Regions from separate parts of the Capra hircus genome. Here region 2 is linked to region 1. A link is a contact called in public Hi-C data. All regions are on one chromosome and are shown on one strand. Each heading gives the region's core, a stretch centred on a gene start, on an enhancer-like site or on the middle of the called end of the contact. The rest is flanking DNA. Distances are from core to core; before and after follow the strand shown. Region 1 overlaps PKIG (cAMP-dependent protein kinase inhibitor gamma). Region 2 holds the start of ADA (adenosine deaminase).

Region 1 (5,733 bases), core at 542-3,041:
ATGCACAGAAGGCCGAACCTCACGCTTCCTGCTTCTGTACTTTACGGTGCTGAGTGAATTAAGTTCCACAAAAGCGGCGCCCTGGCTGACATGTGGACTGCCGCATCTGATAGGCCTAGCACAGAGGTGAAGCTCAGTGAATATTTCATAAGTGAGTGAATAATAGAAGACGGTCTAGATTCCAGGGCAGAGCAAAGACTATGCAGCTTTGCCTTTTAACAGGGGCCAGAGGTCTGGCTCAGGCTCCTTACAGCAGGTGACCACCCTTCTCCCCACCCAGGGACCTTCCCTCTCTCCCAGCTTCCTTTCCCCCCATCAGAATAATCAGGTTGAAACATGATCCCTACATGTCTTCCAGTCCTGAAATTTCATTCACTCATTCATTCCGTGTTTACTGAGTACTTTCTATATGCCAGGCACTATGCCAGGTATGGGGTTTGCATTGGAGCCAAACAGATATTTACTATGTGATAACAGAAAAAGCCACCGGAAATCAAAACTACAATGAGATGTCACCTCACATGGATCAGAATGGCCATCATCAAAAAGCCTACAAATAATAAATAACGGAGAGGGTGTGGAGAAAAGGGAACCCCCCTCCTCTGTTACTGTGAATGCAAATTGATACAGCTTGGAGAACACTATGGAGTTGCCATATGACTCCTGGGCATGTACCTGGAGAAACTTCTAATTTGAAGATACATGCACCCTAAAGTTCATAGCAGCACTATTTACAATAGCCAAGACATGGAAGCAACCTAAATGTCCATCAACAGATGAAGTTGTGGTGTTTACATATACATATATATATATATATAATGGAATATTTCTCAGCCATAAAAAAGAACAAAATAATGCCATCTGCAGCAACATGGATGAACCTAGAGATTGTCACACTAAGTGAAGTAAGTCAGGCAGAGAAAGACAAATACGATATCACTTATATGTGGAACCTAAACTAATGATACAAATAAGCTTATTTATAAGGCAGAAGTAGACACATAGACACTCACAGACATAGAAAACAGACTTATGGTTTCCAAAGGGAAACAGGGAGGGAGGAATAAGTTTGGAATTTGGAATTAACAGGTACATACTATACTATACATATAATAGATAACCAACAAGGATCTACTATATTAGACAAAGAACTATATTCAATATCCTGTAATATCCTATAATGGGAAAGAATCTGAAAAAGAATACATATGTGTGTGTATATATATGAGACTGAAGATAGACAGATATATATATATGAGACTGAATCACTCTGCTCTACACCTGAAACCCTAACTCAACTATACCTCAATTAATAAAAGAGAGAGGGCCATTAACAAATAAACGACTCTATCATCAGGGACTGTGGTAAGTGTTGTGGAGGAAGAGAACAGGTTTCTCTGTGTCGGGGTGGTTCAGTTCAACACTGTATGGTCAGGGAAGGCCTCCTTAAGGATGTGAGCCTGCGCTGAGGTCCCCAGGAAAGTCAGACAGAGGGTGATCTAGGTAGAGTCAACAGCCAATCTGGGAATAAGCGATCTACCGTCTTCTATCTCAGCTTGAGCCCTGAGCGGTGCTCAAGCCTGATGCTCTTCTGCTCCTCCCCATCTTCAGGAGGTTTGGGGGCCTTCCTCGGGGTGAAGCGTTTGGCCCTGAAAGGGAAGAGGCTTTGGGCTCAGCTTCCCAGACCCTTGGCGTCAGAGGCAGTGCTCTCGCAGGTGCTTGCCCTGGGCGCCGTCTGGTTTCCCCACGGGAAGCTGTCTTCTCCCTTTGGTTGGTGTTCTCCCCCAGCTCTGTAAACTGAAGAGGCCCCAGCTTTTGCCAAGAGCTACACAGTCTGTTCCAAGTCTGAAGCTATTAGTCCTCATAGCTCAGGCAGATTCCATGACAGCGCCAAATTGTTTTCCAAATATACCAGAAAGGTCATTTCCTGTTTTTTTTCTTTTTAAAAAATTAAGTATTTGCAGAAACGGTACAAATAAGAAAGCAGAGCCTTCGGCAATGGACACGGAGCAGACAGTGGGACTTGGTCCCCTGGGACAGGCCTCCTCAGGGGTGGGGAACATGCTTTCTAAGGCTCCTCTGAGGGAAAGCAAGGGCTGTGGAAACCTGATGGAAATACCAGGGCCTGCCGAGCTGGCATTCCTCAAATTCAGAGGAAGCGGCTTTTCTATGTGATGCGAAGCCAGACCCAGAGAGGCACTGAGGCGGGGAAGATAAAAAGGCCCGGGCCCCAGACTGGGAGCACTCGCAGAACCTGGGAAAAGGCAGAGCAGCGGTTCTGGGAACACACCCCAAGCTCTACCTAGTTCCTGAGGGACACACCCAGGGCGGAGTCTCCAGAGAGGACCCGGCTCCTACCAGGGCGGCACCTGACGCCCACAAAGAGGCATCCTTTGGAGGCAGCTGGGCAGGGCCTTGGCCTCCACACCCAGGGGGCTAGAACCACGCGGCAGGGAGGGCAGGTGGTGGAGAGACTGCTTTGGGAGGGAAGCGGGGCGGTGCTGAGTCACACGAGGTCTCCATGGACGCCCTTCTCCTCAGACCACTCTCCCGCTGGGGGCCTGCAGACCCCACACTCTCTGGGCCTCCTCCAGCCTGACGGGCCACTTCTTAACCTCGTCCATGCAGGCGCCTCCCCTGTCAGGGACCTTCGTGTGAGAGGCCCCCACCCTAGCACCAGGCCCAGGCCCTCTTCTCTATGTGCCCCCTGGGGGCTCTCACCCTTGCCCTTACAGTCTGCGTGGATGGCTCCCCAGGCCTCTCTTCAGAGCTCTAGAATGGGCAGTCTAGCCGCCTACTCCGCCCTCCCCTTGAACGTCTCACCAGCATTTCCGACTTCACGTGTCCAGTCACAAGCCTGCTCCCCTCAGCAGCCCCCAGGTCAGTGACGGAACCAGATGCCGAGGCTGCTCAAGTTGGAACCCTGGGGTCATCCCAGGGGAATGGAGTATTCTCCGTCTTCACTCCCCGTCCGGTCTGTCACCGGGTCCCCACGCTTCTACTTGCAGAACTGAGCCTGAACGGGCCCCCTCTCCCCTCCAGCTCCTGGTCTCCATCGCTGCTCACTTGTGCCCCTAGCCGTGGCATCGCCTCACCACCTCCCTGCTCCCCACTTGTCCCCGACCTAAGGTCTGCGCTCTCCACGAGGGCCAGGGCAAGGTTCGTGCCTCAGACACTGGGTCCTGTGGTTCCCCTGCTTCATTCGGCCTTGGATGCTCTAGCATTTCACATCTGGCCAAGTCCAAGCTCTCTACACCAGCCCCTGACATCCCGCACTGACCTGGGCCCGCCTTCTTCTGTGAGCTTTTGTCTCATTTCCACCTTCTTCTCGGCCCATTTGGGTCTTTAATTCCTCATACTAGCTCTTCCGGACTTCAGGGCCTTCATGAGACTGTGTGCTCTGCCTGGAATGTTCTCTGTCACTTTTCTTTTTATAGAGCCTCTTAAATGGATTTCTAACCCTGTCTTTTTAGACGCTCCTGCTCTGGGACCCCGACACGGGGCCCTGCAGGCCGTGAGTTCCCGTGCTCACCCAGCTGCATGTGGGCTGAACACCTGGAATCCTGCATGATACAGTAACACAGTGAGGGCCTGGGGTCGCTCAGCTGCTGTCCCTAGAGCTGCACACCTCAGTGGCCACAGAATCCTCTTCTGTAAAATGGAGGTGTGCCAACTGCCTGGAAAGGAGCTCGTAGGGAATAATCAGAGCCAGCAGTTATGGAGTCCTGACTGCCTGCCACACTGCTAAGCATCTTACAGGCATCTCACTTCATCTTACAGCAACTCTCTGGAGTAGGAAGCATTACTACTTCTGTCCTACGCAGGAGGAAGCTGAAGTACTGAGAGGCTAAGTACTTGCCCAAGGTCATATCATCCACTGAGTGTGGAGGAGGAGGGAGCCTGTACTATTGGTACAGGAAGCACAGCAATCAGTTAGCACCAGGCCTGGCAGGCAGGCAGGAGTCACTGAAAACTGCCCACTCCCCTTTCTCCCCTTTTTCCTCCTCTATCCCCCACCTCATAACAAGGCATTTCTGAAGGAAGGAAAAGAAAGCAATGAAGTCCTAGGAAAGCATTTTGCAATGCTGGCGAAAGCATATACCCAGATGCACTTTACCCAGGCTTAAGCAAAATTCTGTTGAGGACGTTTGACTGTAAATGTAAGATCTTATGAATCTATCCGGTGACGTTGGGTTGATTCTCTGAACTCTGCCACAACAAATTCTAATTTTTGTCATATAACTTTGGTGAAACAAGTATTGGGGGTAGACATTTAAAAAACCCTCGCCCACTCTGCCGCTGTGTCTCCCCCTGTGGCTAGGCAGCGTTAGCACTTCATGGAGGCCTGGGGTTGGGCGTTTGGGATGGTGATACAAGCTCTTCAAACCACGGGAGTCTGTGCTTCTGTGGAGCCTTGGGAAAGAAGCAGAATATAGCCCAACAATATTACTGCTTGGAGACTGAGTCTCCCCGGCTCTCCTGTGGTTTACATGTTATCTATACTTGGTGAGGGCTCTGCTAAAATGCAAAGTTCCCAGAGGCCAGCAATCCCAGCTGGAACGTGGAAGGAGGACCGGAAGGTGAAGTGAGATCACTTCCCAGCAGGCTGGACTGAGCTCCAGCTCTGCTGAGGCCAGGCTGGGTGCCTCTGGGCAAGGTTCTTGTCTCTCCAACCTCGGGGGTCTCAAGTGTAGAAGGAAGGGGTAAGCTGGGTATCCCTGTGGTGGTTTTGAAACATATCTGCAAGTTCTTTGACATTTTTCTTGTCAAGAGGTGGAGTGTAATTTGTATCCTTGTGAATGAGCTGGTTGTCGTGACTTGCCTCTAACTAACAAAACACAAGTGATGACGTGACTTCCAAGATGGGGTTAGAAAAAGCGTCACAGCTGCCATCTGGCTCCCTCTTGGGACACTTGTCTTGGGAGCTTTGAGCTGCGTGTAGGAAATCTGAGGCTGCCACGTTTTGGGGATGCCCAAACCAGTCACATGGAAAGGTCCTAGGTTGGCCATGGAGGGAGATACAGCAGGCGGCCCCAAGCCGACTCCTCGAGGCCCCGACACCAGCCACTACCTGCAACTGCATGGGAGATTCAAGCCAGAACTGTCCAGCTGGGCAGTCCCCAAATTCCTGACCCACAGGAAAAAGCATGAAAGGTAACACGTCACTGCTGCCGTTTTAAACCACTGAATGTTGGCAGTGGAGTGTTATGTGGCAGTGGATAAACAGGGTGAGTTCTAATGTGACTTCCAGCTTGGGGTCCCTCTACAGTACCTCTAAAAGTCTACAGAAAACATGCCCCAAAGCCATGGTGGAAAATGAAAAGAAGCAAGATATTATCTCTATAATATGGATTCCTTCACCTATTCAGGTAATGAAATATTACTGATCACTCAGCGTGTACCAGGCTTGGGACTAGGTGCCACAGATACAAAAGCAGAGAGACACCAGGGGCTCTGGAGGGACAGTCAAGGTGTAGTTAGGGAGGTTGACTCAAACACCTGTAATTCTTAACCAGGGAGGAGGGGCAGGGGCGCATATACCAGAAATCCCAAATCACTGGTGAACCACAGCTTCAAACTATCCCTCCTGCCTCCCCTGGGGATTCTGACAGTGCCCCAGATGGGGATGGGTGAGTGTTTTGTAGTCAATGACCACTGCCCATATCAGCCTCTGTTCCTGATGGAAGGTGTCATGGCCCATACACATGATGAGAGAGGAGAGATTTTAGGGAC
Region 2 (5,637 bases), core at 3,038-5,537, 65 kb before region 1:
CATCATATGGGATCAGCAGGTGGGTTTTTTTTTTTTTTTTTTTTCCAGTTGCAGCCTATGGGATCTTTAGTTGTGGCATGTGGAATCTAGTTCTTTGACCAGGGATCAAACCCAGGCCCCCTGAATTATGAGCACAGAGTCTTAGCCACTGGACCACCAGGGAAGTCTCCAAACGCTCTACAATATGGATGCACTGACCTACCAGTGATAGAAAAGGAGGAAGGGGAGGAATGCTGATTGGACCCCTACTGTGTACCAGGTGTTTCCGCTTTATCCTTCCTCCCGGGCTCCAGGCAGACAGGGACCACCTGGCTTGCTCATTGCTGCATTCTCCGCGCCCAGCATAATGCCTGATACGTAGTAAGTTCTCGATAGAAACATGTCTAATGATCAAGAATGACTTGGGCAACGTTTACAAAGGAGCTGAGGTTCAGAGAAGTTGTCTGACTTGTCTGAGGTGACCCAGCTAGTGGGACACAGGGATCCTTTTCACTCAGTGCCTGTCCTGCCTCCCTCCATCCTCATGCTCCCTTTGCCCCAAACAGCTTATTTTACAAATACAGACTTTGGTAGTTCTGGTTAAGCAACAACCTCAAGGGCTAGGGGTTAGAATTTACCCCATTTACAGGGAGGACAACTGAGACACTGATCAGTTAACCAGCTTGCTCAGATCACACAGTCAATCAGTGATAGAAGCAGGATTCTAAGCCTTCCGGTTGCTACAATGCTTGCAGGTGACCACTCTGCCATGCAGCCTCCCAGAGGGGCAGCTGGATGTGAATCTTGTCTCCCTGATACCCTGGGGAGCCCTGGAGGCCCCGGATCATGCCTTTTTTGTGCAGCCCCTGGCACAGGGCTGGGCGCACCTCAGGCCCTCAGTTCGGGTCCTCTGGTTGGGAGGTTTGGCCATCAGGTGAGGCCCCTTAGTCACTGTAGCCCCGTTTGGAAGGTAGTTGGTGACCCTGGGTTTCTAGTGCAACGTCAGCTCTACCCTTTGAGTCTAGGACTACCTGTCCATGCCCCACCCAGGCCTGTACACACCTGCTGGCAGCGGCGCTTTGAGGATGTGGGGAGGAGGCAAGGGCTGGACCTTGGCCCCTTTATCTGCACCCCTTTCCCGCTCCCAGAAAGATGTTTGTCCAGTAGTGTATGGGCTGTGTGCACATGGTGCATATATATATATATATATATACATATATATATATATATATATGCAGCTGAGCCCACATGTACGCATGCATTTCTGTACACGTGCCTTTGGATATGAGCCATCATGTGTGTGAATACACACGTGTATCTGGCCGTGGTATGTGTGCTTCTGTCTGAGGGTACAGGTGTGGACTTAAATGTGAGCCTGAGTTTATATGAGGCTTTGCACATGTATGTGATGTGGAAAAACAGAGCACCAAAGTGGAAGGGCATCTCTTTGCCCAGCCTCAGTTTCCTCATCTGTAAAATGGGGACAGTAATGGTCCCTAACTGGTAGAACAGTGCTAGATACACAGAAAGTGCCATAATATTGGCTGTTACTATTACTAATAACCTCCCAGGGGCTGTGTGGAGATTCCACAAAATAATGGCTTTGAGGGTCTGGCTCAAGAATTGCTCCTCCCATCATCCTTAGATTAGTAGTTTGTTTTTTTTTTTCCTTTTCCCTTGGTTTTATCATCACAAAGCTAGTATAACAGTGTTCTATTTTGGGAAATAGAGGTGGGGGAGGGTGGGACATCTGTCAGCCAGAACTCCTGTCACCCTCAACACAAGTAGTATGTTACTGTCTTTAACTAAAGTATGGTTTCTGTACAATGTTATATAAGTTACAGATGTACACCATAACAATTCAGAATTTTTAAAGGTTATGCTCCATTTATAGTTATTGTAAAGCACTGTCTATATTCCCCATATTGTACAATATATCCTTGAAAGTGAAAGTCACTCAGTCGTGTCCAACTCTTTGTGACCCCATGGACTATACAGTCCATGAAATTCTCCAGGCCAGAATACTGGAGTGGGTAGCCTTTCCCTTCTCTAGGGGATCTTCCCAACCCAGGGATCAAACCAGGGTCTCCTGCATTGCAGGCAGATTCTTTACCAATTGAGCTATCAGGGAATATCCTTGGGGCTTATTTTTATATCTAGTAGTTTGTACTTCTTAATTCTCTACCCCCATATAGTAGCTTTGGTTTTGATATTCCTCTTCAGACTTTGTCCATAAATAAGATAACATGAGCCTTAGCATCAGGATGGTGCTTAAAGCATATTTGGATGGATTAACAAACATTTTTTTCAGCTTAGATGATTAAACTGAGTACTTTTAAGTGTACCTTTATAATTATTATTTTTAAATTGGAGTATAATTGCTTTAAAATGTTGTGTTGCTTTCTGCTGTACAACAACATGGATCAGCTATGTGTATACATATATCCCCCCTCTGTTGACCCTCCCGCCGCCACCCCATCCCACCCCTCTAGGTCATCACAGAGCACCAAGCTGAGCTTCCTGTGCTATAAGCAGCTTCTCACTTGCTAGCAATTTAACACTTGGTAGTGTACATATATCAATTAAACTGAGTATTTCTGATCCTGCTTTTGTTCACTTATTATGGGCATTTCCCATGGAACAGCCGGTAATTTATAATTATTAGAAATAATAGACGCACAGAACTCAAACCGGGGCTCTCTAATAACCTAGAAGTGTGGGATGGGGAGAGAGGTTCAAGAGGGAGGAGACATATGTATACCTATGGTTGATTCATGTTGATGTTTAGCAGAAACCAATACAATATTGTAAAGCAATTATCCTTCAATTAAAAATAAAGAAATTTAAGAAAAAGAAATAATAGAAGAAAATCAGAATTGTCCCAATGCCCCCGAAGCTGGAAAACAGTCAGTTGATTTAGGGAAGAGCCACTTTTTTAAGAAATGTTGTGGGTTAATAACAGACCTGTAAGATTGTTTTCTTTCCTTGTGGCGAGTTATTGCTTCCATATTAGGAATGGGATGTCCCAGGATTTATCTGTCCCTGGGCATGAAGGGGATTCCATTGAAAAAATGAGACAACAACCATCAAGAAAATGCAGGTCAAAACCACAGTGAGATACCTCTATACACCCACTAGGGTGACTATATTAAAAAAGACAATAACAACTGTCAGTCTGGGTGTGGAAAAAATGAGAACCCTTGTACACTACTGGTGGGAAAATAAAATGGTGCAGCTGCTTTGGGAAATAGTCTGGCAGTTCCTCAAAAGATTAAAAATAGAGTTACCATATGACCCAGCAATTCCTCTCCTAGGTCTATACCCAAGAGAAATGAAAACATACGTCCACATACAGATGTTCACAGCAGCATTTTCACAAGAGCCAAAAGATGCAGACAATCTGAATATCCATCAGGTGATGCATGGATATATTAAATACGGTCTATCCGCACCATAGACAATTCCCCGGAAATAAAAAGGAATGAAGTACTGATGTATGCTCCACCATCAATGAACCTTGAAAACATTTTGTTCAGTGAAACAGGCCAGTCACAAGAGGACTCCATGTATCTTGTATGGAGTCCTTGTACAAGGATCTATCTTGTATGATTCCATTTATAGGCAAATCCACAAAGACAGAAAATAAATTGATGGTTGCCTTAGGCTGGGAGGAGGGGAGATTAGCAGGGAGAGGGGTTGGCTAGGGAGTGACTCCTCATGGGTACAGGATATTTTGAGGGAGGGATGATGAAAAAGTTCCAAAACTGATTGTGATTAACATAGTAAACACCATTGAATTACATACTTTAAATGAGTAAATTGTATAGCACGCAAATTTTATCTCAACAGAACTGCTATAATATTTTTTTTAAGGGGTAGAGACCCAAGATGACAATGAAAATATACACCGTTGTTTATTTAAAAGCATGGCCTATGGGCCAAGTGCTTGGTAATCTCATTTAACTTTCCCAACCATCTTGGTTCCCCATTGTACCAGTGAGGACGCTGAGATTCAGAGTGTTTGAGTAAGTGGCCCAGAGTCACTCAGCTCTTTAGTGGTAGAGTGTGGTTTGAATCTAGGCTCATTTTTAGGTCCATGGCTCAGAGGTGAAAGCGTCTGCCTCCAATGCAGGAGACCTGGGTTCGATCCCCAGTGTTGGGAAGATCCCCTGGAGAAGGAAATGGTAACCCACTCCAGTATTCTTGCCTGGAGAATCCCATGGACAGAGAAGCCTGGTAGGCTACAGTCCATGGGGTTGCAAAGAGTCAGACACGACTGAGCGACTTCACTTTCACTTTCAGCCTGCAGTATTTTGTTGCAGTTCCGGTGCAAGATGACGGCCTGGGAGGATGCTGAATTCACTTCCTTCCACAGACTCACTGAATTTCCAGCTACATATGGAACTGTTTCCTGTGGGAAAAATCCTCTAAAACAAAGCTGAGGGCCTCCTACACATCAGAAGAACATGAAAAAGCCCACGTGGAAGCAGGTAGGACAGGTTAAGATACAATCTCATCACAGACCCCATCCCCGGCATGGTGACTTGCAGTTAGGAAGGAATTCTAAACTTGACCTTCTCCCCGAGGAGCGAAAGGGCTGAAGCCCACATCTGGCATGCTAACTTTTCAGACCTGCATCTTAAGTATTTTTGCTGCTTCTTGGAAGGGGCCAGGAGCCGGTGCACCAGGCCAGCTGGACAAGCATGCACCTTACAGGGCATGAGGGGCCCAAGGCCTGGGGCTCCTCCCTAGTCTTTATCTGGCCTGGGCAGCCAGAGTTCACGGTCAGGCTCTTTATCACTCCCTGAAGCCTTCTCTCAGCATCTCTCGGTTTATGGCCCTTTAAGCAGATACTCAACAAAGGGCTGCCCAAGAGACCTCCAGGACTGGGCCCTAGCCAGCCCCCACGACTTCCAGCTTTGCTACACTGAGACAATAATACGTGTGTACTAAGATATATAGACAAAGATGTTCATCACAGTATTGTTTATAAAGGGAAAAGCTAGAGAGAGTCTGAATGGTCAACGCCGGGGGACTGGTTACTGTACAACAGAATGCACAATGGAATAATACAAAGTAGCCCTTAGAAGTCAAGTCCTGTGGTAGAAGACTCCTTCCTGACATAGGACAAGGCTCATATGTCAAGGTCAAATGAGAGAAGCAGATGTGTGCTGGGCATCCCAATGCCTCACCAGCACCCAGGCCAACCCCTGCTTGCCATCTGCCGTGTTGCCACATTAAACTTCTTCAGTTTGGTTCAGTTCAGTTGCTCAGTCGTGTCCGACTCTTTCAAACCCCATGAGTCCCAGCATGCCAGGCCTCCCTGTCCATCACCATCTCCCGGAGTTCACTCAGACTCACGTCCATCAGTTGGTGATGCCATCCAGCCATCTCATCCTCTGTCGTCCCCTTCTCCTCCTGCCCCTAGTCCCTCCCAGCATCAGAGTCTTTGCCAATGAGTCAACTCTTCATATGAGGTGGCCAAAGTACTGGAGTTTCAGCTTTAACATCATTCCTTCCAAAAAAATCCCAGGGTTGATCTCCTTCAGAATGGACTGGTTGAATCTCCTTGCAGTCCAAGGGACTCTCAAGAGTCTTCTCCAACACCACAGTTCAAAAGCATCAATTCTTTGGCTCTCAGCCTTTTTCACAGTCCAA

Evidence for each region. Hi-C and Micro-C count contacts between places; a contact is called where the count stands out from the background.
Region 2: a contact with region 1 is called in a Hi-C map of blood, with 4 times the contacts expected there. The contact joins the promoter of ADA here to the enhancer-like site in region 1. A contact is called at or near these places in 3 of 5 Hi-C or Micro-C datasets (all in blood).

What each region holds. Positions count from the first base shown.
Region 1 is chr13:72,548,934-72,554,666 of ARS1.2, reverse strand. All of the region lies in intron 2 of PKIG (cAMP-dependent protein kinase inhibitor gamma), which reads right to left. Among named protein-coding and RNA genes, the nearest start is that of ADA, 66 kb to the left of the region's middle. Within about 2 kb of position 1,791, at least 2 of the 5 cell types and tissues checked have an H3K27ac peak or open chromatin away from gene starts, as enhancers often do.
Region 2 is chr13:72,616,218-72,621,854 of ARS1.2, reverse strand. It overlaps ADA (adenosine deaminase), which reads left to right and starts at 4,287. Exons shown (of 13, transcript XM_018057905.1): 1 at 4,287-4,469.